Linked DNA regions of Mus musculus: regions 1, 3, 4 and 5 are each linked to region 2. The links are chromatin contacts, called in public promoter capture Hi-C maps. All regions are on one chromosome and are shown on one strand. Each heading gives the region's core, a stretch centred on a gene start, on an enhancer-like site or on the middle of the called end of the contact. The rest is flanking DNA. Distances are from core to core; before and after follow the strand shown.

Evidence for each region. Promoter capture Hi-C pulls out the DNA fragments that hold promoters and counts their contacts.
Region 1: a promoter capture Hi-C map of hippocampal neurons shows a contact between it and region 2, with 3 times the contacts expected there. The contact joins the enhancer-like site here to the promoter of Slc35a5 in region 2. A contact is called at or near these places in 6 of 39 promoter capture datasets (the 3T3-L1 cell line, cranial neural crest, hippocampal neurons and 1 more), 1 of 484 Hi-C or Micro-C datasets (hematopoietic stem and progenitor cells), 3 of 115 datasets of contacts at active chromatin or transcription factors (bone marrow-derived macrophages and embryonic stem cells) and 1 of 9 other capture datasets (embryonic stem cells).
Region 3: a promoter capture Hi-C map of hippocampal neurons shows a contact between it and region 2, with 4 times the contacts expected there. The contact joins the promoter of Cfap44 here to the promoter of Slc35a5 in region 2. A contact is called at or near these places in 13 of 39 promoter capture datasets (the 3T3-L1 cell line, 3T3-L1-derived adipocytes, the SN4741 cell line and 8 more), 1 of 484 Hi-C or Micro-C datasets (olfactory sensory neurons) and 3 of 115 datasets of contacts at active chromatin or transcription factors (astrocytes, embryonic forebrain and embryonic stem cells).
Region 4: a promoter capture Hi-C map of neural stem cells shows a contact between it and region 2. The contact joins the promoter of Boc here to the promoter of Slc35a5 in region 2. A contact is called at or near these places in 2 of 39 promoter capture datasets (3T3-L1-derived adipocytes and neural stem cells), 1 of 115 datasets of contacts at active chromatin or transcription factors (trophoblast stem cells) and 2 of 9 other capture datasets (liver and macrophages).
Region 5: a promoter capture Hi-C map of hippocampal neurons shows a contact between it and region 2, with 2.3 times the contacts expected there. The contact joins the enhancer-like site here to the promoter of Slc35a5 in region 2. A contact is called at or near these places in 4 of 39 promoter capture datasets (the 3T3-L1 cell line, 3T3-L1-derived adipocytes and hippocampal neurons) and 1 of 115 datasets of contacts at active chromatin or transcription factors (trophoblast stem cells).

The regions. Positions count from the first base shown.
Region 1 is chr16:44,509,300-44,511,999 of GRCm38.p6, reverse strand. All of the region lies in intron 3 of Boc (biregional cell adhesion molecule-related/down-regulated by oncogenes (Cdon) binding protein), which reads left to right. Among named protein-coding and RNA genes, the nearest start is that of Gm30064, 20 kb to the left of the region's middle. Within about 2 kb of position 1,274, at least 38 of the 459 cell types and tissues checked have an H3K27ac peak or open chromatin away from gene starts, as enhancers often do. A contact at or near this core is called in hippocampal neurons, where this site is marked.
Region 2 is chr16:45,157,393-45,160,092 of GRCm38.p6, reverse strand. Slc35a5 (solute carrier family 35, member A5) reads left to right here and starts at 1,420. Exons shown (of 7, transcript NM_028756.4): 1 at 1,420-1,711; 2 at 2,447-2,632. The coding sequence starts at 2,467. It overlaps Atg3 (autophagy related 3), which reads right to left and starts at 1,264. Exons shown (of 12, transcript NM_026402.3): 1 at 922-1,264. The coding sequence starts at 993.
Region 3 is chr16:44,393,536-44,396,275 of GRCm38.p6, reverse strand. It overlaps Cfap44 (cilia and flagella associated protein 44), which reads right to left and starts at 1,477. Exons shown (of 35, transcript NM_001033247.1): 1 at 1,428-1,477.
Region 4 is chr16:44,557,458-44,560,191 of GRCm38.p6, reverse strand. Boc (biregional cell adhesion molecule-related/down-regulated by oncogenes (Cdon) binding protein) reads left to right here and starts at 1,322. Exons shown (of 19, transcript NM_172506.2): 1 at 1,322-1,754. Mir3081 (microRNA 3081) reads left to right here and starts at 2,063; the gene lies at 2,063-2,146.
Region 5 is chr16:44,537,181-44,539,949 of GRCm38.p6, reverse strand. The region is part of intron 1 of Boc (biregional cell adhesion molecule-related/down-regulated by oncogenes (Cdon) binding protein); the gene reads left to right. Among named protein-coding and RNA genes, the nearest start is that of Gm30064, 8.2 kb to the right of the region's middle. Within about 2 kb of position 1,334, at least 48 of the 459 cell types and tissues checked have an H3K27ac peak or open chromatin away from gene starts, as enhancers often do. A contact at or near this core is called in hippocampal neurons, where this site is marked.

The sequences.
Region 1 (2,700 bases), core at 25-2,524, 650 kb after region 2:
TGACAACATACTCTCAGTTAAGCAAGTGAACCGGCTCTTTAGGAAAGCAACAGTACACTTTAATACCTCATGAGCTAAACCTACGAGTGGAGCTATTTTCCCTTTGAGGTGTTTTTACGTGTGAAGTGGGCAATCCATTCTTTTTGCAGTTTTGTCCCTATGGCGTTGTTTCCTACGACTTCCTGTTTTGTCCGTGTTTATAGTTGAAACTTCCTGTGTTTTCTGTGCTTCCCCTTGAGTGGAATAGATTACTCTCCTACACGTTTGTGCTAATTTTGGCTAATCCTAATTTCACTCTGTGTGTGTGTGTGTGTGTGTGTGTGTGTGTGTGTGTGTGTGTGACATATATAGAAAGAGTGAACAAGGAATTTGTTAAAACAGGTTGGTGATACAGAAGGGCTTTTAGAAAAAAACTGATGGAAGTCAAAAAGAGTAAAGGAGGGCTGGAGAGATGGCTCAGCGGTTAAGGGCACTGACTGCTCTTCCAGAGGTCCTAATTTCGATTCCCAGTACCCACATGGGGGCTCACAACCATCTGTAATGGGATCTGATGCCCTCTTCTGGTGTCTGAAGACAGCTATAGTACAACTGTATACATAAATAAATACTTTTTTTTTTTTAAACATGTACAGGATATTAAACAAAACGGAGGGCTGGCAAGATGGCTCAGTGAGTAGCCTCACTTGCATGCAGGCCTGGCACTTGAATTCAACCACCAGATCCTACAAAAGCTGGTGGAAGATGGCTTCTTAGAGCTGTTACTGTGGCGCATCCATGCGAGTGCGAGTGCGCATGCGTGCGTGTGTGCATGCGTGCTGACAGATATGTGGGGAGAAAGAAGGGCCACATGAACCTGTCTGTCCCCAGCATAGTGGTCCTGCCTCTCCAACCTGGAATTCTGTTTACAAGGGCCTGCTGAAGATGTCTGTTCCCTTCGGAGCTGCTAGGCTCCTGTTTCCACCCTCCCCTCTCTCCCTGTGCTGGCCACCCGCCCTGTCAAAGACCGTGCTGGGATCCAGCTTTGCCTCTGATGAGTCGAGACCACCAGGATTTACATGAATTTTCCCATTGCTGAGTTTGTATTTATATTTATATTTGGATGATCAGAGAAGTATGTGTGATGTGGGTTGTTGGCAAGTAAATCTTTTTCTCCTCTCTCTTTCTTCAATGTATTTTTTTTTCCAAACTCTCATCGGGTCCAAAAAGAAACTGCAGCTTTTTGTGTGCCAGCACTACCTCACAGAGGCACTGCAGTCAGGGAAATGAGTACGGCTGCATACATCTCTCTTGCATCTGGCTGCCAGACTCGGTGGAGACGTGGCTCCATCTTTGACTTGTCTTTGAGGACTAATCGCATTTCATGTTCTCTTATGTCTTTTAAAAATATTTTTTTAATTGGTTCAAGCAAAAAAAAATTCCTCAAGCCTTAAGCCAGTTTATTGCAAATCATTTAATAACATTGCAAAATAGATTCTTTTTTCCTTTCCTTCCCCTCACATGCCTGCCTCTTTCTGCCTTCTCTCTTCTCAGCCATAATTCTCTCTCTCTTGTCTTAACTAGATTTTTTCTTTTTCTTTTTTTTTTTTTTGCCTTTACTTCCTACCCTCCGGTCTCTTTCATCTCTCCTCCATTCTTAGCCTTTCCACCTTTCAAATATGGGAAACCACACCTCAGCTGAGGGGGAAAACAACACACAACAAAAGATTTGACAACTAATCTGTTTGGCAGATGCAAAAACCCCACCCCACCCCCCAATAGAAACTGGTTTTTATTTAAATAAAAGACAGCATAGCATGCTTTCATCAGAAAGTGTGTTTGAGAAATTTCATGTCATGTTTCCATGGCTGTCAGGAAAGAGTTTTGTTTGGAGCCAAAATTATTTGTACAATTGGATTGGCAGGGGGAGAAAAAAAATTCTCAAAGAGAGCAAACATATTTATCCACTGTCCTGGCCTGCCAAACAAGGCACAAAGCTGGCATCTACAGCTTCCTCCTCAGATTGTATGCAGCTTGGGGCAGCCTACTTTGGACTGTTGGTGGAGGAGCTGATGCCGGTGCTGGGAGCACCACTCTGGTGATCTGTCTTATGTTGACCTTAACCTATCTCATCGTTAGATCAGAAGACCCCCCCCACCCCTGTCTAGGACCGACCTATCTTATTCTCTTTGCATTTTCTGCATACCAGAATGTCTGAGTAAAGGCATCCATGAGGCTTAAAGGATGGAACTGTGCTAAATGTCCGCCTTAGGAAACACTGGGTTAGGCCAGCCTGGTGAGTTACAGTGCTGTTTGGCTTTAGTGGTCTGTGTGCCCTGGCTACCCACTGGCAAGCGCTTAGTCATTCCTCGGATGCTCAGCTTCTGAGAGGCCTGCCCAAGCCATAACCCCAGTTACTCTCCAGGTGCCAGGTTCCCTGAGCTCATGAGCACCATCAGCTGTCGCTTTACTTGGTCCCCTGTCCTTAGCAGGTGACTTTGTGGTTTTCCATTTGCAAGGTACTTTTATTCAAGGATAACTCAAGGGTGAAGCTAAGCCATTGGGTGTGTCTTAGACAACCAAAGGATCTGGTGAGGTGTGCAACCCCCCTGTCCATCGGTAGAACAGTTTAGGGCTCAGGAAAGCCCAATACTGCCCGAGGCCACTTACAGAAGCAATGCCACGGCCCCTCTGCCTTCTGCGGTGTTACACCTAAGTCCTTCT
Region 2 (2,700 bases), core at 171-2,670:
GTGCAACCCCAACGCCTGGCCCAAAAGTATTTTGGTAATAATTATTGGAAAGCATTCCCCCCTTGCCAAGGAAAGATCGAACAGCCTACTCTGCCCATCAGCAGATTTCACCCCTGCACTAAGATTGGTAAAATTCTAACTGAAAGCTAAGTACAGAACAAAAACTACGCAAAATTATCTGTTTCTCTTTTACTGCTTGCTTTTTACAAAGCAAAATCAAGTTACCGTATGTAGCCTAGAAGGTGTAAGAAAGCTCTGAATGAAGCCCTGAAATTTTACTTTTGAAAGCAAGTAATCCAATCTGTGCTAACAGCTAACCTATCACAACTTTCACCTAAAAATGTCAATAGTGTTTCCAATCTATACAATATACAATCGGCTGTGCTGAACTGTTGCTGTAGGATCACTCAAGTCCAAGATTAATAATCACTTACGGCTACCTTAAAGGCTTGAGAAACGTCAAGTTTCGCTCTAGTTCGGCTCAGAGTTACTAACATGTCACAGTTTACTATGTTCCTCTGAAACCTAAGCAAGTTGGGAATTAGATCACCCGAAAAGCAAAACTTCCTATGAAACTTGGAAGGAAACGTGGCATGCTGTTTAGCCACCAAGCTGTCATCTTTTCAAAGGTTAACCCAGTCTACCTATTTAAAAGACTATGGATGTCAGAACGTTCGTACCTCTGCTCCGCACCACCTAGCCGTGCACTCCAAGGCGGCACTGATCAGTGGAGACAGCAGGCACCCAGTTTCACTCTAGTGGAAGCGGGGAAGCCAGCAAGCCTTGGGACTGGCCCAGGAGCCCAAGGCAAGAGGCAGCACCCGGCCGCGCGACTCGCCCCTCCACCTTCTACACCCCGTCCACGCTGGGGACCGGGACTTGGGCAACCAGGGCAGAGCAAGCCAGACCCTCCCCGCTTACCTTGAGGACCGGGGTCAGGTACTCGGCCACTTCCAGAGCCTTTCCCTTCACCGTGTTGATCACATTCTGCATCCTGGGGCTGGAGCAGCGATAGGGCACGGAGGGACTGTCGCAATCCGGGCCACAGGGGAGTCAAAAACTGCCCCGGACGTGCCCGACTGGCATCGAACCTCGCAGCGGCACCGGCCCGGCCGGGGGGGAGGGGCGGCGACACGCGGAGGCCCGGCCCAGCTGTCACCTGGCCGCCACCGCAGAGGGCCCAAGCCGGCTGAGCGAGAGGCGGGTGCGCGCGCAGCCCCCGGCCTTCTCCAAGCTGTCTCTCTTCCCCGGAGCTCCACTGAACACCCCTTCCGGCTTCCCCTTCCTCTTCTCACACTCTCCCAACAGCCCCGCCGCCACCTAAGGCCTCACGTGACTCGACTCTCCCAGGACACGTGACAAAAGGAGGCCCGCGGGGGCGGGACCGGCCGGCCTCTGCTCCCTCCGGCCCGCCCCCCGGAAGCGCTGGAATGAGCGCGCCTGCGCAATGGCCGCTCAGGCTGCTCTTCCCTAGCGGGCGGCTCTTAGCTTTGTATTCCAGCCCTGGAAGGCAGCGTGAGAAGGGTTGATTTTTATTGTTTTTTGTTTGTTTTTGTTTTTGTTTTTTGTTTTTTGTCGCCTTTGCTCCCGGCTCATAGTTTCCCCACCAATGGGCCTTCAAAACCTACTGCTGCTACTACGAACTTAGGCAGTCACTATGTCGGCTCTATGATGTCCGTTCTTGCACTAGAACCTTCCCTGAGCGACTGAGGTAACCGCGCCCTCGCGGGCTGAGTGTTGTGGCTCGAGCGTGTTAAGGGGCTTGGGAGCCGCCCGCGATTCCTATTGCGCATGTGTGGGAGGGTTTCCCTGACAGTGAGGGAAACCTGGTGGAGGTGGGAGGAGTGCTGACCCATTGGCCTTCTGTCCATTGGCTTGTGCCCACCTGCTCTCTGATTTGGGCCTGTGTCTGCGGCCCTTGACGGCTCTATGTTCCCATCCTACCTGTGCGCGTTGGGCAAGTATTTACCCTGCCTGGAGTTTCGTGACCATCTGTCGTGAAAGACCGACCAGTTAGGCTCACTGACCCAAGATGAGCCTTCTGGTCCCATCCTGGTTCACTTAAGAGTCATTAGCTGTGATTCAACTATTTGCACTGAGGTCGCTTCTGTAAAAGAATCGTTCCCAGTGAGCTCTTTTTCTGCTCTGAAAGGAAAGGCCATTCCAAAATTCATTCCTTGTGGACCAAAGTTAATACGAATAAACTGCTTTTCTGCAGTCCCAAACTGTCAGTTACACATTTCCTAACTTATTTCCAATCTGGCCATCCCCTCTCTGTCTTGAGACTTGCCTCTCCTATCAGATGTTGGCAGTATGGTTTGTTTCCTTTAAGTCCTCTCTGTTGTCCTCGGCTGTCTTCCGTCTGCTGTAGTTGTGGCCAGACTTCTACAGGTTTCCTTTTCTATTCTTCACAGTCTTCAGTCTTTGCATTGTGTTTAATCCTTAGGTCTGCCGACGGGGCTGCTCATGAAAGTGATCTTCTTAAGGCAATTAAAAACCCGTGGAATGGAAAGAAAATGCTCCAGGCGCCCTGGGTTAGGCCCACCAACGCTGTACACATTCCTGCTAGGCATTATATTCATTACTCTAAGTTCAAGTCGAATCTTACTGGTAAAATACTCTGCCAATGAAGGTGAGTTAAAATGGAAATGTGTATGGGGTGCTTTTAATCATTTGCCTGGTGTTCTTATGAATAAATTA
Region 3 (2,740 bases), core at 228-2,727, 760 kb after region 2:
GCAGATGCTAATATCACAATTTTGCAAGTGAGAAAGAAGAGCAGTTAGATATTTCGTCCTTCCCTATCACCCACCTCATGCAATCTATTTCCAAGACGCGTTGCCAAATGGCCAGCTATGAAGACTTATGCTTTCACCCTTGTCCTCACCTCTTTAAGTACCAGGCTCACTGTCCCTGTCACTGCAGATACCCTCTGCTCCTACTCTGTTTCTCTAATCCATTTTATCTTTAAATTTTCTTTTCATGGGAGCTGGAGAGGAGAGATACCCCAGCAGTTAAGAGCACTGGCTGTTATTCCAGAGTACCAGGGTCAAGTTTCCAGCACTCCTGTGGCAGCTCAAAACCATCTTTACTCCAGTCCTAGAGCAGTCAATACTTTCTTATAGCCTCTGTGAGCACTGCACACATGTGGTACACGGATATACATTCAGACAAAGACTCGTACACATAAAACAAGAGTAAACAAAACCTTTAAATTTTCAGCTTTTCGTTACATTTATTTATATCTTCTTTGTGGGTAGGTGGGTACATGTGTGGAGGTCACAAGACAAATTTGTGGACATTCTTTCCTTCCGCCATGCAGGTGACAGGGATGGGACTCAGGTTGTCCGGCTTGGTGGCGAGTGCCTTAACCCATCGAGCCACCTTGCCAATCTTTTAATCTGTTTTCTGCCTTGCCCTTTGTATTCCTGAGAGAGCTACCAGAGCACCACTATGTTACAGCTTCGTCATCGAGTGACTGACTCTGTTGCCATCACAGAAGAATGCAATACAAACCCTCATCACGGTGCAAAAGCCCTTCGTGGTGAGGTTGCAGATCGCTGCTGCATCTCACACCCACTCTGTTCCTACTCCCCTTTGGCCCCTTTTCTCTGGTGTCTTACTAAGCAGGCAAGTAAGACTACTCATGACTAACGAATACCCTGTACACTCGCTCCCTACCGCCTTTGCCTATTACCAGCGTTCAGCTGCACTCCTGAGACACTTGGCCTGCATTTAAATCTTAACAAGAACCCTAGGAGGCAAACACAGCCATTCCCCCCCCCCCCCCAGATAAGGAAAATAGTGTAGAAGGGCCCACTGAGAAGGCTCACAGCTAAGGGTGGGCAGGGGTGGCTTTGTTGACCCAGGCACATTTCCAGCAGGCTTTCTTCTTCCCTCTGTGGTGACCTAACTTCTCTGGCTACCTGGTTGCTTCTTAACCTGCATCACCAGTTCCCTGCAGGCTGGAGCTGTGCATGTCTAACCCGCACTGGTTGCTTCTGATGTTTGCGTTGAATTACCACAGGAGGACCGGGGAAGTGTTCCAGAGAAATTGGACCATACTAGTTCCACCTAGAAGGTGGAGTTCACTGCTCTCTGAGTCGCTACCAGATTTAAGGGAGACTTATGGGGACAGCCCGGCCCAGGCTAAGAGCCCACTTACCGGAGGTGTTCGCTACAGCAGCTGGTTTCTAGTCACACCCGCCCAAGGACTCCGTTTACTGCGGTTGCCATAGCAACGTCCCTCCGCCTGCTGGTAGTGATGTTGGGGGAGGGGAACAGCAGGCTATTAGGCGCATGCGCAGCATCCCCCAAGGTTTTTGCCTAAACTGAGGTGTTGCCACAGAGTCGTCCGTGTGCCCTGGGGAAGAAGCTACTGCGACACCCCCCACCCTCAGGAAACAGAAGCCCAGCATTCCAACAATTTATGAACCAGATGACAGAGTATTTGGGTACTTGCCCAACTTTCCAAACCGGCCAAAGGGTCCTAAGGCAATTATTTGCCAATTAAAAACAAAACTTAAAATGGTGTGGTCTTGGCTGCAGAAGGCAGCTTCCAGATACATCAACATCGAAGACGAGTATTTTCTAAAGCTTACCTGTGTTTTTTAAAAAGTAAATAAGGGTTGTGTTGTGAATTCTTGCTGTAGGAGGTGGGCAGCAGCAAGAGGATTAATTTTGGGTTTTTGTTTTTAATCTGCAAGGTATGTATTGGACAAAGGACTTGTATATAAAATATATGACGAGCTCATTCCTGTTTTGTTTTGTTGTTTTTGTTTTTGTTTTTGTTTTTGTTTTTCAAGGCAGGGTTTCTCTGTGTAGCCCTTGCTGTCCTGGGACTCACTCTGTAGACCAGGCTGGCCTCGAACTCAGAAATTCGCCTGCCTCTGCCTCCCAAGTAATGGGATTAAAGGCGTGCACCACCATCGCCCGGCTCATGCCTTTAATAAAAAGGCAAATAACCCAACAAAAACTGAACAAAAAGTTTTGAAGCTACTTTATGAAAGAAGGCATACAAATACCAATGAACAGACCAAATAGGTAAGGCATCACTATCAGGGATGAAATACAAATTAAGATGCAACAACTCAGCCACCGAGAAAGAAAAAAAAGACTGACCAAATACTAGATAGGATTAGTAGTAACAAGAGAAGGTATGTGTGACTAGTGAGAGTATAAATGGGATGTCAGAAAACCACTTAATTTCTTGAAATTTAATCATGCATTCTTATGTAAGGCAGTAATTCATCTCTAGTTTTGCATCTAAGACAAATGAAATATTTAATCTCCTTCATAGTATGTTTATTTGTAACAGGTTAAAGTTGGAAACAAGTCCAGGCATTTGGTATCGGGACACTTAAGTACAAAATTATGGCACAGTCATACAATCAAATACTAATACAGAATACAAAGGTTTATCAATTGACACACATAACGTGGGTCAATCTCAAAATCATGTTGAATGTGAGAAGCCAA
Region 4 (2,734 bases), core at 73-2,572, 600 kb after region 2:
CAGTGCAGAGACTGACTCCTGCTCTAATTAACAAACTCGGGGAGGAAAGAATGCTGGAAAATGTGGAATCTTTCCCTTCCTCCTACTGCTTCAATTGGAATCATGTGCTGAGGACAACCAAAAGCAACAGAAAATAAAACCGTGACCTAAAAAAAATTTTTAAGTGATTTCTTTTCTGTCACATGGTGACTTTCTGAGTCCCAAGGCCACAGTTCTGCCATTCAGGGAAGACAGCACCTCTCTTCACCGTGCTCTTCCCTGGCTGACCCACTCCAAGGGCCACCTCCTCTCCACCTTGGAACAAGGCTTTGACAAATGGCTTAACTCCTAAAATATAAGGGATAAGAAACTCTCACAGAGTCTGGTGCATTTTTAGAAAATCTAGCGTTGCCAACTTAATTTAGTATTGGGCTTGTGTGTGAAAGTGCGTTTTTGTTGCCGTTGTTGTTTGTTTGTTTTTAAATGTGTACCCGAACTAACAGTTTCAGATCACCTGAAAACTAAAGAAATCCTTTCTTAGCACAGACTTGCTGAATCAGAAGTTGGAGGTGGAGCCCATCCATCTACGTTGTAACAATTTGTCCAAAGAAGTTCCCGACAATGGGTTTGAAAATTACTGTGTGCATGTTTTCTCTCCAACCAACACGGAGGTAACGGACTAACTCTCCGTGACATCACCCCCCACCCCTTTCCTAGGATGCTGAAAGGGGAGGTCAAGCCAAAGACCTGGCAAACCCTTCCCTGCCAGCCAAGTGTCTGGGAAGGCTGTTTTATGGCTTTGCCATGATGAGGTTTCTTATCATTTTCCTAATTGCCCTTGCCCTGCCTTACATTTGTTTGTTTGTTTATTTATTTATTTAGGTGATGGTGGTTGGGGGATTGCCCTGCTTTTATTAATTGTAACTTTGTTTTTATTGCATTATCTGGTAGGTTTGTTTGTTTGTTCAGAATGATAGAGAAATTGAGAAGTGGGTGCCAGCACGGGAAGGAGGGGTAGTGCTGGCCAAGGGAAGGGTCCAAGGTGAAGCTAAGCAGGGTGGACCGGCACCCCCGCGCGTGGGAGAAAGGCACTTTTGGTGTGGTCAAAGAAAATAATTTGGAAGGACTGAGGGAATTTAACGCAGTGCAAAGAAAGTAGGCGTTAAGGGAAAAATTGTTCTAAAATTGGGGGGGACTTGTGGTCCCTCCCCCCCCCCCCCACTCCAGTTTCCTTTTCAAGACTTTTTTGCTTTGCTCCCTTTTGCTCCTCCCCCTCCTCCCCGCCTCCTCGGCTCCCCTCCCCTCTTCGAGCGGTAATGGGAGGCTCCTAGGCAGGAGAAGCAAAAGAAGGAATTGTTTGCAAGTTCAGTCATCCAAAAAAGCGTCTTCCATATGGAGGGATTGGGTGCGCTGGGCGCGGCGTCCTCTGCCTTGCCCGCCTGCTGCCGCCGCTGCCACCACGGCTCTGGCTTCCTGCAGTGGGGACCCTGAGCTGGGTCTCGCTGGTGTCAGCTCCGGCCGGCCGCATTCTCACACTCTCGCACCTCGTACCCGCCGCGGCCACACAAGCCCTTCCTCCTCCGGCCGCAACTTCTGGGTCCTGGGCTCTTTTGTTGCTCCGGCTGCGGCCACTCTGCCGTGGTGTGTGTCCTCTTGTGTCACCGCGCTGTGCGTGTGTGTGTCGGTGTGCGCGGGGGCCGTGTGGCCCTTCTCCGCTTCACCACGCGGGACCCGGAGTCCCGGCCCCCTCTTCCCAGGCTCCGGCTGCAGGCGAGGTGAGTCATGTCGCTGAAGTTTGTTTTCTTTTCATAAAAAGTTGTGTTTATTTGTTGGTTTGGGGATAGGAGGCGTGTGGGAGGCGGCCGCCCGTCCTGGGATGCCGAGGGCTCCCGGGAGACGTGCTGCAGGGCGCGGGCTCCAAGCGCTGGGCTGGGGCTCCGCCTGGGGCTCCGGCAGCTAGGCTAGGACCGGGGTTGGGGCCCCTAGTGCTTGACTGGGTTTCAAGCTGGAGGCTCACTTTGGGGCTCAGGGTGTTCTGTTGGGGTTCAGACGGAGTTTGGATCTCTGGGTTGGAGCTCGAGCGCTGGGCTGGGGCTCAGACTGGAGCTTGGAGCGGTGAGCTGGACTCGGGCTTGCGCTCCGATCTCTGAGCTGGGCTCTTGCCCGGAATCCCAGCGCTTGACTGGATCCGACTAGAGTCAGGGCCTGACGCCGCACGAAGTTCCCGGAGCCGCCACTGCTTGTGCTCCTCCGCCCAGCCGAGGGCCGCCGGGCTTCCCTCTCTTGCCCGGTCTGGCTCGGTTAGCTCCCGCGGTTCCCGGAAGCTGCTCCGGTGGTAGGAAGATTCAGACATCTTCCCAAACTCACCCCGAAGGGCTGACAGGGTGCCCTGGTTGCACAGCCAAGCGGTGGGAACAAGCCCACACTCGACACCGATTTGCTTCTTTAAGGGGAGAAGTTATCAGCGAGGTTTTAAAAGGAAAATCCTAAGTCAGGGACCAAGGGAGACCAAAAGCTAAACAGCTCTTAAAAAATCTTCTTGGCTGGACCGGTGGATGGGAGGCACTGAATTAATTGGCATCCAGAGGTGTCTGTGAGAGTAAAGCATCAGCAAGAGGTGTGTGTGTGTGTGTGTGTGTGTGTGTGTGTGTGTGTGTGTGTGTGTGTGGTGTCCCACTGGGGTTTTGTTTCTATTAACTATGAGAAGGTTGAGAAGTGATTTTGTGGGTCAAGTGGTAGAGAAGGCTGTGGAAGA
Region 5 (2,769 bases), core at 85-2,584, 620 kb after region 2:
GATCAATGTTCTCGGCCCAAACCACATTCTCTAAGCGCTAGTTTGCGCAGCAAAACAGTTTCAGCAAGGTCTAGATGCTATGTTTTAGACAGCTTAGTAAAGAAACAAAGCTGTTAGGAAAAGGGGCTCTCTAAAGGTCGCTGATGGAACTAGGAGGCCCACTTTCCCTTTTTGCAAAGTCCATGTCTGTGACGTGAGAGAGCAGCAGAGCCGTGGAGTCAGGAAAGATGATGCTTACAAATGGGTTAGGAGGACCTCATCTTCGAACCCAGCACAGCAAACCATGATTTGGGAGTGAGACAAATAACATTTGGGGGTTCAAGGGATTATCGAGAAATGAGGTCAGCAGGTGTACAGGGGAAAGCAAGTTTGATGACGTCACGGTAGTAGTTTGGATAGGCTTTTTTTTTTAATTTGTCTTTTGAATGATGAAAGTGATAATATAAACTGACTTTAACAATTTCTGGTGTTTTAAGTGAAAAGTATAAATCTCTTAATCTTCAGACATAGTTGATATTAAAATTTTCTCCTTACGTTTTTCTATGACACCCCAAACAACTACATGCCACACGTTCATATGGGGTTTTGTTTGTTTTTTCTTTTAATTTCAAAACTGGATCTCCAAGAACCTCTCAAGTTAGGTCAGCATGTCCAAAAAATGTGTTTGGCAAAAATCCTCATCATTAATGGTACTCTAAGAAAAAAATGGCACTCTCAAATCACCCCCCGACCAAGGGTCATGTAAGTCCAAGCTTGTGGTTACAGACTCGGAGCCTACTCTATCTTGGTGATTCATGCTGTGTAACAGAAAATTAAAGGTTCTGAAAGGTCGGCAGCAATGAAATCTGACTGGATTTTCATGCATAGCATTTCTCTAAATTATTTTTGGTGTGAGTCGGGGAGCATCTTTTATCATTTGGTAGGGTTTTGGAATGTCTTAGGCAATACTCACCGACCGACCTCGGTCCCAACACCATCCTTCACTACCCACACTGGAACTTTGTGACCCAGGGAGGAAACCAGTTCATCTGTCTGTGTAATTAAGAAATAGCTACTGTGCCCCTGTCAGGAGCCATGTACTGGGGTGGCTGTTGGTGTCTAACAACAGGCAAGATGGCAGCGTGTCTGCCTCCAGGACTTACACGGTTGCAGCAACATTCCTGCCCTGGACCTGGGAATGGCAGACCCTCTGCAGGAAATCTTCCTTGGTGGTGGTGGTGGGAGCCTGGGAGCTGGAGACTAGAATTAGCCTGCTCGCTCACTCTTCCCATCACCTCCTGGCTACAGTTCCCCACACTCGCTCCTGCATAAACAGCGGCCCCTGGTCCAGCTGCAAGACTCCATGTGTTTGTTTACCCTGTATGTGCCAGCCTTGCACTAAGGCCTCCGTGCTTCATGAGTTAGGGAGAGCTGGCAGGGGCGAGGTGGGGGCTTTTAGCAGAAGGCAGGGGCTGACTGACTGACAGATGGACTGCAGCCTGCTTCACATTCACACAGTGGTATTTATTTAAAGTGTAGGCGTTTTAAAAGAGCTTGGTAATTGAGAAAGGAAAGGTTAGGGGTGGGACAAGGGACTCCGTGTGTATGCTTTGGGGGTCAGGGAGGGGGTGAAGAAAGTGAGTTTGAATAAGGTCAGATGGGAAAGTAAACTGTCATGATCCTAAAGTATAGCTACCAGCCAGAGCTGCAGCTTCACTCAGTGTGTGTGTGTGTGTGTGTGTGTGTGTGTGTGTGTGTGTGTGTGTGTGAGTGATGTTGTGTATGTGTGCGTGTATGTGTGTCTCTGTCTCTCTGTGTGTATGTGTCTGTGTGTCTATGTGTGTGCATGTGTGTGATGTGTGTGTATGTGTGCATGTATGTGTCTATGTGTGTATATGTACATGTGTGTGAATGTGTACAAGTGTGTGTGTGTCTGTGTATGTGAGTGTGTCCATGTCTGTGTGTGTATGTGTGCATGTGTGTGTGTCTGTGTATGTATGTGAGGGTGTGTGTGTGTGTGTGTGTGTGCATTTATGTGTGTGTGTCTGTGTGTGTATGTGAGGGTGTGTGTGTGTGTGTGTGCATGTCTGTGTGTTTGTGTGTCTATGTGTGTATGGGTATATGTGTGTGTGTCTGTGTATGTGTGTGTCTGTGAGTGTGTCCATGTCTGTGTGTGTATGTGTGCATGTGTGTGTGTCTGTGTGTTTATTGTGTTATGTGTGTGTGTGTCTGTGTATGTGTGTGTCTGTGTGTCCATACCTGTGTGTGTATGTGTGCATGCATGTGTGTGTGTCTATGTGTGTATGGGCGCACCATATGTGTGTGTCTGTGTGTCTCTATGTGTGTGTGTATATGTGTGTCTGTGTATGTATATGAGTGTGTGTGTGTGTCTGTGTATCTATGTGTATATGGGTACAACATATGTGTGTGTGTGTCTGTGTATGTATGTGTGTGTGTGTATGTCTGTGTCTGTGTATGTATGTGTGTGTGTGTGTGTGTGTGTGTGTGTATGTGTGTGTCTGTGTATGTATATGAGTGTGTGTGTGTGTATGTGTGCATGTGTGTGTGAGATGTGTGTGTATGTGTTCAAGTCTATGTGTCTGTATGTGTATGCATGTGTGTGTATATATGTGTGCATGTCTGTGTGTGTCTGTGTACGTGTCTGTGTGTCTATGTGTGTCTGTGTACATGTACGTGTGTGTCTGTGTATGTCTATATGTCTGTGTGTCTGTCTGTCTTTGAGGCAAATTGTGTACATAACTAGAATATTGGGAGTGGGTGGGAAGATGC